2 separate regions of the Oryctolagus cuniculus genome follow, and region 1 is linked to region 2. The links are chromatin contacts, called in public Micro-C maps. All regions are on one chromosome and are shown on one strand. The core of a region is the stretch at or near the end of the contact, and the rest is flanking DNA. Distances in the headings are between cores, read along the strand shown. Region 1 holds the start of PNMT (phenylethanolamine N-methyltransferase). Region 2 overlaps IKZF3 (IKAROS family zinc finger 3).

What was found. A called contact is a pair of places that touch in the nucleus more often than the background predicts.
Region 1: a contact with region 2 is called in a Micro-C map of ear pinna, with 3 times the contacts expected there. The contact joins the promoter of PNMT here to the enhancer-like site in region 2. A contact is called at or near these places in 3 of 6 Hi-C or Micro-C datasets (ear pinna, psoas muscle and an unstated tissue).

Annotation. Positions count from the first base shown.
Region 1 is chr17:22,718,242-22,723,783 of mOryCun1.1, forward strand. PNMT (phenylethanolamine N-methyltransferase) reads right to left here and starts at 2,389. Exons shown (of 3, transcript XM_002719132.5): 1 at 700-2,389; 2 at 62-269. The coding sequence starts at 904. It overlaps TCAP (titin-cap), which reads right to left and starts at 4,771. Exons shown (of 2, transcript XM_051825644.2): 1 at 3,510-4,771; 2 at 2,516-3,346. The coding sequence starts at 3,619. The coding sequence ends at 2,956. It overlaps STARD3 (StAR related lipid transfer domain containing 3), which reads right to left. Exons shown (of 16, transcript XM_070060748.1): 16 at 5,340-5,542.
Region 2 is chr17:22,642,170-22,648,561 of mOryCun1.1, forward strand. IKZF3 (IKAROS family zinc finger 3) reads left to right here. Exons shown (of 9, transcript XM_070060746.1): 9 at 1-708. Among named protein-coding and RNA genes, the nearest start is that of GRB7, 17 kb to the right of the region's middle. Within about 2 kb of position 3,187, at least 4 of the 8 cell types and tissues checked have an H3K27ac peak or open chromatin away from gene starts, as enhancers often do. A contact at or near this core is called in ear pinna, where this site is marked.

The DNA.
Region 1 (5,542 bases), core at 1,139-3,638, 75 kb after region 2:
ACACAGCCCTCGGCCGCCCTGTGCCACCCACTCCCAGCCAGACACCACCCAGAGCCATTACCCCCTGCCCTCGATGCAGCAGACGTGCTGGCTGTAGGCGCTCCAGCTGAAGGCCCCCGGCTCCTCCCGCAGCCACAGCTCCAGCTCCCGGCGGTTGACCTCCAGGAAATCGGTCATGGTGATGTCCTCAAAGTGGGCGCAGGCACTGAGCAGCTGGTAGACGGTGGGGCCTGAACCGATGTCGATAAGGGAGTGTCCGGACACCTCACCTGGACGAGGGAGAGGACCGCGTCCTGGTGCCAGGCCTGCCCTGTCCCCCCTCCCTCGCCTGCCATCCCCCATAAACCTGTCTCCCAGCAGGAGGAAGCACTGGGTTTGGATTCAGACTGAAGCCAGGTGGGTCCTGGCTCCATCGAAGGCCTTGGGAAAGGAACTTGACCTCCCTGAGACTCACATCCCACACCTGGAAAACTAGCTGTCAGTGAGGATTCCTGGGGGAGTCCCGAGCTGCCTGGCCGAGCCTCTCCCTGCCCAATCTCTGCCTTCCCCCGCCACCTCTCTCCTTGGTCCTCTTAGCTTTCCCTTCTGATTGCGTGTTAGCCCCCGCCTTTGCCTCTTGGCCCCCCACCTGACGCCCTCTCGTCCCTTTTTGCTCCCCAATGAGGTCTTCTATCCGTGCCTCAGTTTCCCTGAACTCACCCGTGGCGAAGGTCTGCGCCAAGCAGCGCAGCTTCCAAGGCCCAACGCCGTCGGGGCTGCTCAGGTCCCCGCGAGGGGGCGCGTAGTTGTTGCGGAGGTAGGCGCGGGGCTCGAAGCGCTGGTAGGCCAAGGCGACCGCCGCCCGGCCTGGGTCCGAGTCGGAGGCTGCTGCGCCCGCAGGGTGGCTGGTGTCTGCCCGGCTCATGCTGCTGCCGCGGCCGTCCCTGTGTCCCGCTCGTCCGGCGGCCCCTTTATCCACCGCCGGACCCCAACCCGGCCTTCAGCGGCGGGGGCGGCAGCTGAGCGATGAGGCGCCCGGGGCCACGCACGCCGCGTCTCCCCACCCCATCCATCTGAGTTAGTGTTCCCGCCGCAGACACAGGGGTGGGGATGAGGGACGCCGCAGGAACATCAGCTCCCGCCCCCACCCCGCTCCGCTGCCTTCTGCCTGGGCCCCGCGCCCCCACCGCCCGAGCCCCACCCTTCCTGTCTCTTGTCTCCAGCTCCCCACAGCCAGAGCCACTGCCTCCATGTGCCTGGCCTCGCATCCTTCCCTCCCAAGGTTCAAATGAGCCCCCAGCCCCCAGCCCCGGGCCCCAGACCCCCGTCTGGCGCTTCTTCCTCACGAAAACCCTTTCCTTCTATGTCACCCCCACTCCCATTCCCCACCCCTCGTGCAGCTCCCCACCCCACCCCAGCACCTGGTCCTCCCCCTTCGACAAAGGACAATCCGTTCCCACCGCTATTGCATGGTGGCCCCGGGCCCCAGGGCAGGCTGGGTCCCGCCTGTTGGATGGCGGCAGCCTGTTGGATGGCGGCAGCGATAGGGGAGGCTAATGCATTTAGCAGCCGGAACACAGGGCCTCCCCTGCGGGCTCTGCCGGCTCTCGGCTGCTTATCTGTGGGCAGAGGGCTCGAGATGTTCCCACCACGTCGGGGAGTCCGGGATGCAGGACTCAGGTGAGGGCAAAGCCCAGGGGCTGTCTCTGGGCCTCCAGGGCCCAGTAAGGGCCTTTGGGAGCCTACGGATCTGAGGTCCCACGGGTCTGGGCCTCGGCCCCCTCTCCCAGCCGCACTTCAGCTCCCTCTGCAGGTTCTGCTTGGCACAGCAGCCAGGCGTTCCCTTCCTGCTCTCCTTGAGCTTCCTGAAATGGGACCCCCTTGGAACCCATGCCCCTCTGCCTCTGCCCAGGCCACAGCCCCGGCTGGGACCGGCCCTGGCCACCTTGACCTGGGCCTCCTCTGCGTCTATCCCTCCTGTTCCAAGGGTTTAATCTCCTTGTTGGGCTGGGCAGCCAGGGTGGGACATGAGTCACCATGACAGCTGCAGGGGTAACAGACAGGAACCTGACCCCTGTGGCCCCTAGCAATCCACCCTGGGCTCCCAGGCCAGGGAAGGTGGAGCGCCTGACCCCCAGCCAAGGACTGATTCTGTCTGGATTCAGAACTGAGTAGGGTAGCCTTGGGGTCACTGACCCTGGACACACCCTGAGGCACGGCCAAGGACAGGGCCGGTGCCAGCCCCCTCCATAGTCTCCGTGAGACATCATTTAAACAAGTGCAGGCTGCCAGCTGGCCTGCGGGCCACTGCCCAGTGCCAGGGGGCTGGACACAGAAGCCAGGGCTGGCAGTGGAGTCCGGGTCCGGGAAGGGGACTGGACAGACACGCGCCCTGTTTACAGCCCTGTCCCTGCTCCCCCAAGCATGGGTGTACCCACTGGCTCTGCCATATTTAGCTGCAGGACCTGTTCCCAGAAGCGGGCACGGGGGGACACTGATGGGCTGGCCCCCACCACCACAAGGAAAGAGGCGAGCCTGGAACACGGGGGAGCATTTATTGCAGCGCTAACAGAGGGTGCCGGGGGCTCCTCCCTACCTCCGCCCTCTTCACGTCCCCCTCCCTCCGGTCTCCAGCACGGTCCCCTCACACTTGCAGTCCTCTGGAACTGACACCTGGACCAGGTCACTCTTCTCAGGGCCCTGTCGCCCTCTCCAGCATCTTCTGTCCCTTCCCTTGGGGCTGAGGGTGCTCGGCTGTGCTGGCCCCCAGCTCTCCACTCTTAGTGCCCACCGCCTAGCTCCCCTCCCACTGGGCACTCAGGGGACCCAGGCACCCTGGCCTCTGGCTCCCTCCTCCCTAGCCCCCAACTCCGGGCAAACTACAAAGCATCCCGGGCCAGCGACTCCCCTTGGCGCTCCTAGGCAGGAAGGGCCCAGCCCAGGGTGGGCACAGCAGAGCCCGGGTCCTGGTCCTGCTCAGCCTCTCTGTGCTTCCTGGGACATGGAGCGGGACAGGGTGCGACGCAGGGCTCCAGGCTTGCTGACAGGCACCACGGGGGGCAGCTGCTTGGTGATCTCGGCCACATCCTGGCGCTCCAGGCACTGGCCACCCAGGGCTGTCTCCAGCGCCAGCAGGTCCCGCAGCTGGACGGGGGTGTCCTCGCGCTCGTCCTTGGTGCCCACCTTGGTGGGCGTGAAGATGGGCAGCGGCAGCACGCGCTGGTAGGGCAGCTGGTACTCCTGCAGCCCGCGGCCAAGGATGCCCATTCGCATCACCAGCCAGGGGGAACGCTGCACCAGCGCCTGGCACTGGCCCTGCTGGTGGTAGGTCTCACGCCGCCAGGCATCCTCCTCGTGCAGGGAGCAGCTGGAAGGAGGAGGGGGACTGTGAGCCGCGCGAGGGGCGCCCGGGGCAGCAGCAGGGGTGGCCACTTTGCTCTCCCCAGTGGGCACACTTCCTGCCCCACCCCAGGGATATCTCCATGGCCTCAGCTGGTTCAGGGAGGCGCTTTTGGGGGGCAGAGACTCACCCCTCCTCAGGCCGTGTGGACAGCGTCAGGTCCTTCCATTCTGCCCAGAACGCCTCCCTGCGCTCGCAGTTCTCCTCCGACACCTGGCAGCTCAGCTCCGAGGCGGCCATGGTCACTCCTCACTCCCTCTGCCGCAGGGCCCAGGCCCTTTAAATAGCCCCCTCCTCCCCCTTCTCCAGGGGCTATTTCGGGCCCTCTGGCGTCACATGCTAAAAGCAGAGCCAAGACTCACTGTTGGGGGATGCGGAGCCCAGGGCGGGGGTTGGGGTACCTGGTCTCTGGCTGCTCCTAGGTCAGAGGTCAGCTTGTGGAGCTACCTGAGATACTCTTGGCGAGGGGGCGGGGTCCTCAGAGCAACCCCTGCAGGTGCTGGACACTGCTCAGGCCACCGCAGAGCAGGCACATGCCCAGCCTCGTGCCGCCTTGGCCCCTGCCCAGGGAGGCCAGTGGCTTGTCTGTAAACAGAGCAGCGGACGGCGGAACGGGCGCCCCTCGGCTCGGCACCAAGGCTGCGGCTCCTACCCCTGCTGCTCTCCTCTGCCTGGTTCAAGGGCACATCCGCTGACCATTCCCCTCCGGCAGAAGGGACGCTGCCGCCACGTCCTCAGGCGTCTGCCCTGCAGGCCTGGTCCCTGCCACCACAGCCAGGGCTAGCAGCGGTAGCGGCGTGTGTCACTGCACACCTGGCACCCAGGGGCACGAAGCCTTGCCAGGCATTTTCCTTCCCCGGGGGCAGCGCTCAGACAAGTGGTCTGAGCCAGCCTGGAGGAGACAGGTGTGGAGGCGGCCCCCAGCGCTGCCCTTACCCTGCACATGGGGCAAACTGGGGTGACAGGGGCGTCCAAGGGCTCTGAGGAGCGGCAGCACTGGCTCCAGCCCCACACTGGCCATAACCAGGCTGCGTGACCGTGGGTCGTTCCCTGCCCCTCTCAGGGCCTCTTTCGCCACTTCCTGTCCATAATGCGATGACCAGAGGAGCTTTGGGGCCTGCTAGCGGGGAGGGGCTATCTCTTGTTCTCGGGGAGCAGGAGAGGAAGATGGTCATGGGGACAGTCCAGCACCCCAGGAGGCAACTCACTGCGCAAGAAGCTGGGGTGCAGGGTGGTGGCGAGGGGGGGGCGGCGAGGAATGAGGGCACCAGGAGAGGCGGTGAGAGGAGCTGGGCATGCAGAGCAGGGTCCGCAGCTGCTGGCTGGGCCCTGGGTGCAGAAGCCCAGACTGCTGACCACGGAGCCACCAGGCCCCCCGCTCGGGACCTTTCACTCTCCCCGTGACCCTGTGACACAAGCCCCGCTTTCAGAAAGCAGGACAAGCAGGCTCAGAGAGGTAGGTCTGGCCAGTGTTCCACACGCGGCCAGGAGCCAGACAGGATCCTCCTGGCCTTAAACAGGTGGGCTCCTTGCGACCCCTGTAGGCAGGGAGGAGGGCAGAGCAGAGCCTGGCTCCAGGCTCCCTGTGACCTGCTGTGCCTATGGTCGGGGGAGGAGGCTGGGATCCCAAGGTGCCTCGGTGACCCTGCAGCCCAGGCGCCACCTCCAGGCCACCCTGGTGTCGGGACTCAGGCACACACAGGGCCTGCTGAGGCCGCTGCCAGGCACCTCCCCTCCACCCCCAACGCCTGTCCTGGGCTGGAGACCCAGGCCTGCCCTCCCCAAGGCCTGGCAGGGGCAGAGAAGTTTCCTCTGACTGCTTGGCCACGGGGTCCGTCCAGGGAGCCGCTGAGGTGCCCGCCTGGCCACTGCTGGCTCCCTCCTGCCCCCCCCCCCCCCCATGTACTGGCCTCTTCCGTCCACAGCCCACGTCCAGGTGGCAAGGACTGCTTGTGCTTAGTCTGAGTTTATGGTTTTTTTAATTGGCTCAAATTACAAAGGTCCCCAAGGAGGCCTGAGAGAGGCAGAGATTCCCTGCCAGCACCCACTGCCCCACATGTCCGGGGAAAGGTCCCAGACCTTTCTGGAACCCCAGAAAGCTGTGACAGGTGGGCACATGAGGGGCGCTTTCCCCGTAACACTGGTGGCGCTGCCCGGCCCTGG
Region 2 (6,392 bases), core at 1,937-4,436:
AAACACACCGTAAAATGAGATAGCCCTAAAAACGACGGATCCCGTTGCCAGTGACTCATTTATACAAGAGCTTTTCCAGGCTAGCAGACAAGGCCCTTTTTGGTGGGCCTGTGTCTGTGGGTTCACAGAAACCAAATTACTGTGGGTTGCAAAGAATTAGCAGGTCATTTAAAAAGCAGACATCCCTTCACCCAGACTGTGGTTTTGCATGCTCAGGTTCTCAGTCTGTGAACTTTTTGGTGAAGGATCATTTTGGCTGCTGGAAAAACCATAGCTTATTTTTAATTTCTGGTTGCCAAAGTCACCACACGTGTGGTCTTTGAATGACCCTTGTCTGCAGAATGACAGGGGAGGAACAGGAGGTAGCCTGGGACTCAGAGTGGCTTCTCCGCCAGGAGGGGAGGGTGCCCTTGACCCTCAGGCAGTTGGACCCAGCCTGGGCTCAGGGCCTCTTTGCATTTCTCAGACAGTAGTGACTCTCCCTCTTCACTCCTCTGGAGTCCAACCATTCAGAGCACCGAAAAGCACCCCACGCCTCACCTCTGTAAAGAATGTCCAAAAAAGGCAGCTTCTGAACTGTAGCCGTGCTGACCGCTAACCTCGCCAGATCCACTGAGTGCATCTTTGCATCGGAAACACCCCTGCATTTTCGAGATTCCTTGATCGTGTTTGGTTTTTACACTGGAAAATAAATCCTTTTGTGTGATAGTCCTTGTGTGCCTGTCATTTGTAGTCAGAGAATGGGAGGGTTTTTAATTCTGCCCCCAGGAATATTTCCTTAATTTAGCCCTTCTGGCTGTTCTTAAAGCCCAGGTTCCAAGATAAGTGGAATGATCCCCACAGTGAAGTAGCTCGCTGGACATCTTCCTGAGCCTGCTGCTGGTGTTCTGCTGCGGCCTCTGGGCACCCGCAGTAAGGCTCTGATTTGCTAAGGGGACCAAGGAGGCTGAAGACCTGGACTCAGCAGGATCAACACACAGCACACAACGTCCCCTTACCCTTAGTCACTGCTCTGCCCTCCCACCCCCCAACAGAAATTCACCCTGACATTTTCATCTGAGATCTCAACATCCACTTTGGGAAACTCAGGGTGCAGTCAGTCACTGAACTTAGCCACATCTAAATATAGTCTTTAGCTACTTGGAGGCCTAAACCTATGATGTTGGCAGGAAACAGCATTGGATGGGGCAGCTCTCTCCCAGTGCTGTTACCCTACGTTCTCGCTCAGTGTTTGAGAAGGCTCTGAGGGATGGTCTGGTCTTCTGCTCGGCCTCGTCTAGAGCACGCTCCATTGTCTCTCTTCGGTGCAAGAGGAAGTGTTTCTGAAGCTTGGGATGAGCCAAGCACTGGGTTGGCGGCAGCTTCCCCTGGCTTGTGTGCGCAGCACGGCCCCACTCCCGACTGCACCACCAGGCTGCTTCCAGGAACTCCAGCAGGCTTTGCAGCCCCTCTACCCTAAGGACGGGAAAGAGGAAGGGCAGAGCAGCCTGCCTTTATCGCTGAACATCAAATACATTCCCACACAGCCTCCAGGCGCTGGCTTTCAGCCTTGGAGAAAGTGGTGCACTGCCTTCCCCCTTCCACTCCCTCCTCAAAGCAGCAGCAGCCCAGAAAGAAACGGGAGGCGGGGAGACCCTGATGGCGGTGAGCTGAGCCCTGGAGACTCCCATCAGGCCTGATGGGCTTCCTTCCTGCCAGAGGGTGGCTCCCTTTCCCGGTTCTTGGGAACAGTCTGATGCTTTAGAGGGTGGTAGGCCTGATAGGGGAGGCCACGGCTGCACCTCCACTCCTCCCCGACCCCATCACCCAGCAGGCAGGGTGGGGAACGACCTGGCTCCCTTCCCTCACTTCCATCCCTAGATGAAGAGTGGAGGTGAGCACCCAGGGAAGGCCAGGCGCGCTGGCCTGAAGGGCTGTGGAGGGGCAAGTGGAGAGGCACACTGGCTGTGGCACATTCCCGGTCAGACGGTTGTTTGCATAAAAGCCAAAAGCCACTGCACCTGGGGTGGGGAGGCCCTCTGGGGAGGTACTCCCTGGCCATGGGGGAGAGGGGGAAGGAAGGTGTCATGGAAAGTCCCCGAAGGACACGGGGTGTTGAGTTTGCCGCGGTTTTGTTTTTAACTCTGTCTTGACCTGTGAAGTAGGCAGCTGCCTCCCTCCCCCCCAAATAACAGACCTGCCCCCAGAATAGCATGCACACAGCCAAGGAAAGACCATGCAGGGGAAAGAATGGAGGTTACAGGGCTTGTGGGTGAGAGGCCTGCCACCCCACCCCACCCCACCCCACCCCACCCCACCTCACCCCACCCCTGCCTTCCCCAGGAGTGAGCAGGCAGGAAGCCCCAGAACAGCCTCTTCCCATCACCTCACCTACCCGGCAGCCCCCAGGGCCCCCTGGCCCAGAAGATCTGCCTCGTCAAATAAACCACAGTCCTGGGGGCGGCTGGTGGATGGGAATGGGGCAGAGGCCACCTCCTCCCCCAGGCTCGTCCTGCCACCAGCCCAGTTGACATCCCACTCCCCCCCCCCTCCAGTGACATTCTCAGTACCACCCTCCCTCTCACCCCTGGGGAGCTGTGTGTGTGTGTGTGTGTGCGCGCGGGGGGACAGCAGGAGGGTCCTGTGACCCCAAGCTCTGAAGTCTCAGCGTGGCCAGCTTGGGTCAGACTCCCGCCAGAATGGGAGCCCTGGGTTCCAGTCCCAGCCTTGCCGCTCTGCAGTCAGGGAGCCCACAGCTCCTAACGGCTGGGCCTCTAAGCCTGGCCTCAGCCCGCTGCTGGGCGGCCTCCAGATGGGCCCCCAAACTCCAGAAACAAGACCAGGGATGGAGCAGATCCAACCCCTTCCCTCTCGCTTCTCCTGGCCACCGGGCTGCAGAGAGCGAGTGACCGCCGGCGGTTCCCCAGAGGTCACTTTCTTCACTGTTATATGAAATCCAATCCCGGCGCCGGCGAGGGGCGAAGGAGAGGCGACAGCTCCTACCCCCTCATCTGTGGAACCGGGGTGGGGGACACTCTGAATAGCGGCCCCGCGGCTGGATCCGAACCCCCGCCTCTCCTCGCGCCCTCCGGTTAGTCCTGCGCGGATCCAGACCCCGCCCGGATTCCCAGCCTGGGACGCCGAGAGGAAAGCGCGCGGCCGCCCCGGGGGAAGGGTGCGGGCGGCGAGGTGGGAGCGGAGCGGGTGTGAGGGGAGGGGCGGCTGCACTTCTGAGAAACAGCTCGGCTCTGCGCAGCCCGCAGCCTAACCCCCGCCTGCGGCTTCACAGCTCGCTCCTCCTGCCGCCCACGCCGCTCGGGGCCTCTCCGGGGGTCGGCAGCCCCCGCGGGGGCGCTGGCGGCGGCGGCGGCGGTAGCTCCGGGGACAGCGGAGTGGAACCACGGCGGGTGGGGGTGGAAAACGGAGGAAGGCGTGGGTCGCGTGACACCCGCGAGTTAAAAGCTATCCCTCAGTCGGGGTCCCGAGCCCGCGTGTCCCCTGCAGCCCCCCCCCCCCCGGGGGGGCCCTCCCATCACAGCCCGAGCGGCATCCAGAAGTGAAACTGCCAGGGTCACAGCCCAGCGCCGCCGCTGCGCCCCGCCCCGCCCTTCCGGGCACTGCAGCCGGGCAGGATCTCCCGGCGCTCGGGCGACGGCCGGGGAGGAAACGGGGGAGGGAAGGAAGTGCCCCACGGGCAGCCTGCTTGCACGCGCCCGCTCTCCCGGGGTGCCCTCCCGGAACCACGAGTGGGAACCGCGTGAGGCTCCCGCACTTCCCACGACGGCCGCTGGGTGTCGCTGCAGCCGCGCGGCTGAGCCGGCCCGGTGCCGTCCACGTCCGGGGCTCGGTGACACAGGGAGCTGGAGCCCCCTGACTACGACCACACGCGGGCCCCGCCTGGCCGTCGCGCCTGGATGCCACGCGAGGCTTGAAGGCCTTGCCCACAGATCGCAACACCGACCCCTACTGAAGACCAGGCTGACCCCCGTGGTGATGGGCTCGCCGCCGGAGACCCTGCTGAGCCGAGGCGCGCCCCCTGGCGAGGCAGACAGGTGGCCCTGTGGAGTCTTGCGCCGCCGGTGGCACCTCCATGCTGCCTGGGCTGAGGAGGGGCATGCGCACGTGTCCAGAACGGCCGGCCTTGGGGATGGGTTCCCGGGGCTTCCTCATCACTCCTACTCCAGCTTTGCCCAAAAGCCAAGCTCCAAGACCTTGGGGCAAGGTGGCTTGCTGGGAAGGGGGAGCTCAAGGTGGGGAGCCTGTATGGGGACTGATGGAGGGCCCAGGCTGGGAGAGAGAGGAGGTCGCTGGACTCCTTTGGAAGATTGTTGTGGCTCCCAGCGGGAACGCCTGCTTCCACGTGTCCTGGAGGATCTGACTCAGGGCACAGGAATTGGCAGGTAAATGCCAGTGAACTTGCCCTTGGGCCGCAGGTATGGGGGGTGCAGGAGCCGGTTACGCTTCCCCTTAGGTCCCAAGGTTACAGGGTCCCTGCCCCCATACAAGATCTTATTGGCATTCAGTGGTGCCCTAAAGGGGTGGCTTTATCCCCTCATCTCCCACAGCCTTCTCCAAAGCACCCCAAGAGAGACTGATCCAAGTTTAAGAGCAAACCGGGCCACAAAAACGCAGCTTCAGGGGCCAGCGTGAGTCTCAGCAGTTTGGCTGATGCGTGGGACGCCCATGCCCACATCTAAGTGCCTGGGTTTGAGGACCTGGCCCACTCCACATTCCAGCTTCCTGCTAAGGCACCCCTGGGAGGCAGCAGGTGGCCTGCGCTCTGGGCTCCTGGCTTCAGCCTGGCCCAGTCCTGGCTGTTGGAGGCATTTGGGGAATGAACCAGTGGCTGGGAGACGGTTATTTCTCTGCCTTTCAGCCAAACTGCTTCGCCCAGGGCCCTGGAGAAAAAACACCGCCATAGTGCCCCTCTTTGTGGTGGATGGCAGCTCTGCAAGGGGGCACGAGAGGCCATCGTAGCTCGGCCCAGACTCCACTAGGCTCAGGAGGAGCATAGCCCTACTCAGCCCGGACGGTGCCCGCACTTCCCAGCGCCGCTGCCTGCCCGGGGAGCTTCTGGGGCACCTGCTTCCCTGCTGGCAGCACTCAGCTCGCCTAAGATCCAGCCCCCCTTTCCCTCCTCGCCAGCTCCCTGCCTCAGCTGGAAGCCCCCAGTCCTTGTCCCAGGTTGCCACTGCACACCCCTCCCCAACCCCAAAGCTGAGGTTCCGCCAACAGCACCGGACAGGAAAGCGGTTTGTGCAGACGCCTGCCTCTCGGCTCTGGGCCGCCTTTTCCGTCTGCTCTCTGGATACACCAAAAGGCTGTGCCCCCCACCCCCCCGAAGCAGTTCTTCCCACAACCTGCACCAGGGGCTGACACAGGGCTCCGGGAGGACTTAGAAGACTGCTTGGGGGACTAGTGCTGTGATATAGCAGGTAAAGATGCTGTCTGCAGTGCCGGCATCACATGTGGGTGCTGGTTCAAGTCCCGGCTGCACCACTTCTGACCCAGCTCTCTGCTGTGGCCTGAGAAAGCAGTAGAAGATGGCCCAAGTCCTTGGGCCCCTGCACCCACGTGGGAGACCTGGAAGAAGCTCCTGGCTCCTGGCTTTGGATCGGCGCAGCTCCAGCCATCGTGGCCATCTGGGGAGTGAAGCAGTGGATGGAAGACACACACACACACACACACACACACACACACACACACACACCCGCCGCTGCCTCTGCCTCTCTGCGACTCTGCCTTCAAATAAATAAATAAATCTTTAAAAAAAAATCTCTCTTGGCTGGCGCCGCAGCTCAGTAGGCTAATCCTCTGCCTGCGGCGCCGGCACACCGGGTTCTAGTCCCGGTCGGGGTGCCAGATTCTGTCCCGGTTGCCCCTCTTCCAGGCCAGCTCTCTGCTGTGGCCCGGGAGTGCAGTGGAGGATGGCCCAAGTGCTTGGGCCCTGCACCTGCATGGGAGACCAGGAGAAGCACCTGGCTCCTGGCTTCGGATCAGCGCAGTGCGCCTGCCACAGCAGCCATTGGAGGGTGAACCAACAGCAAAGGAAGACCTTTCTCTCTGTCTCTCTCTCTCTCTCACTGTCCACTCTGCCTGTCAAAAAAAAAAAAAAAATCTCTCTTGATCTCTCTCTTACCCTCTCCTCCCTCTTTTCCTTCTTTGCCCTTTCCCTCCATTCTGTCGGGTTTCCCTACCAATAAACCCTTCCCCTTACTCCCGTGTTTGGTGTGTTTTGTGGCCGCCTCACATTGGTGCCGTAACTCGGATCCAGGCTCTCCCTTCGGGGATCTCTGAGCTGCTCTGGGGTCCTGGATTTCTGCCAGTCACAAACACAACCCAGAACTCCTTCCACACCACCGAACGCTCCGTGATCTCCATCCACACACCAGCCTTCCAAATTCTGTGTGTTT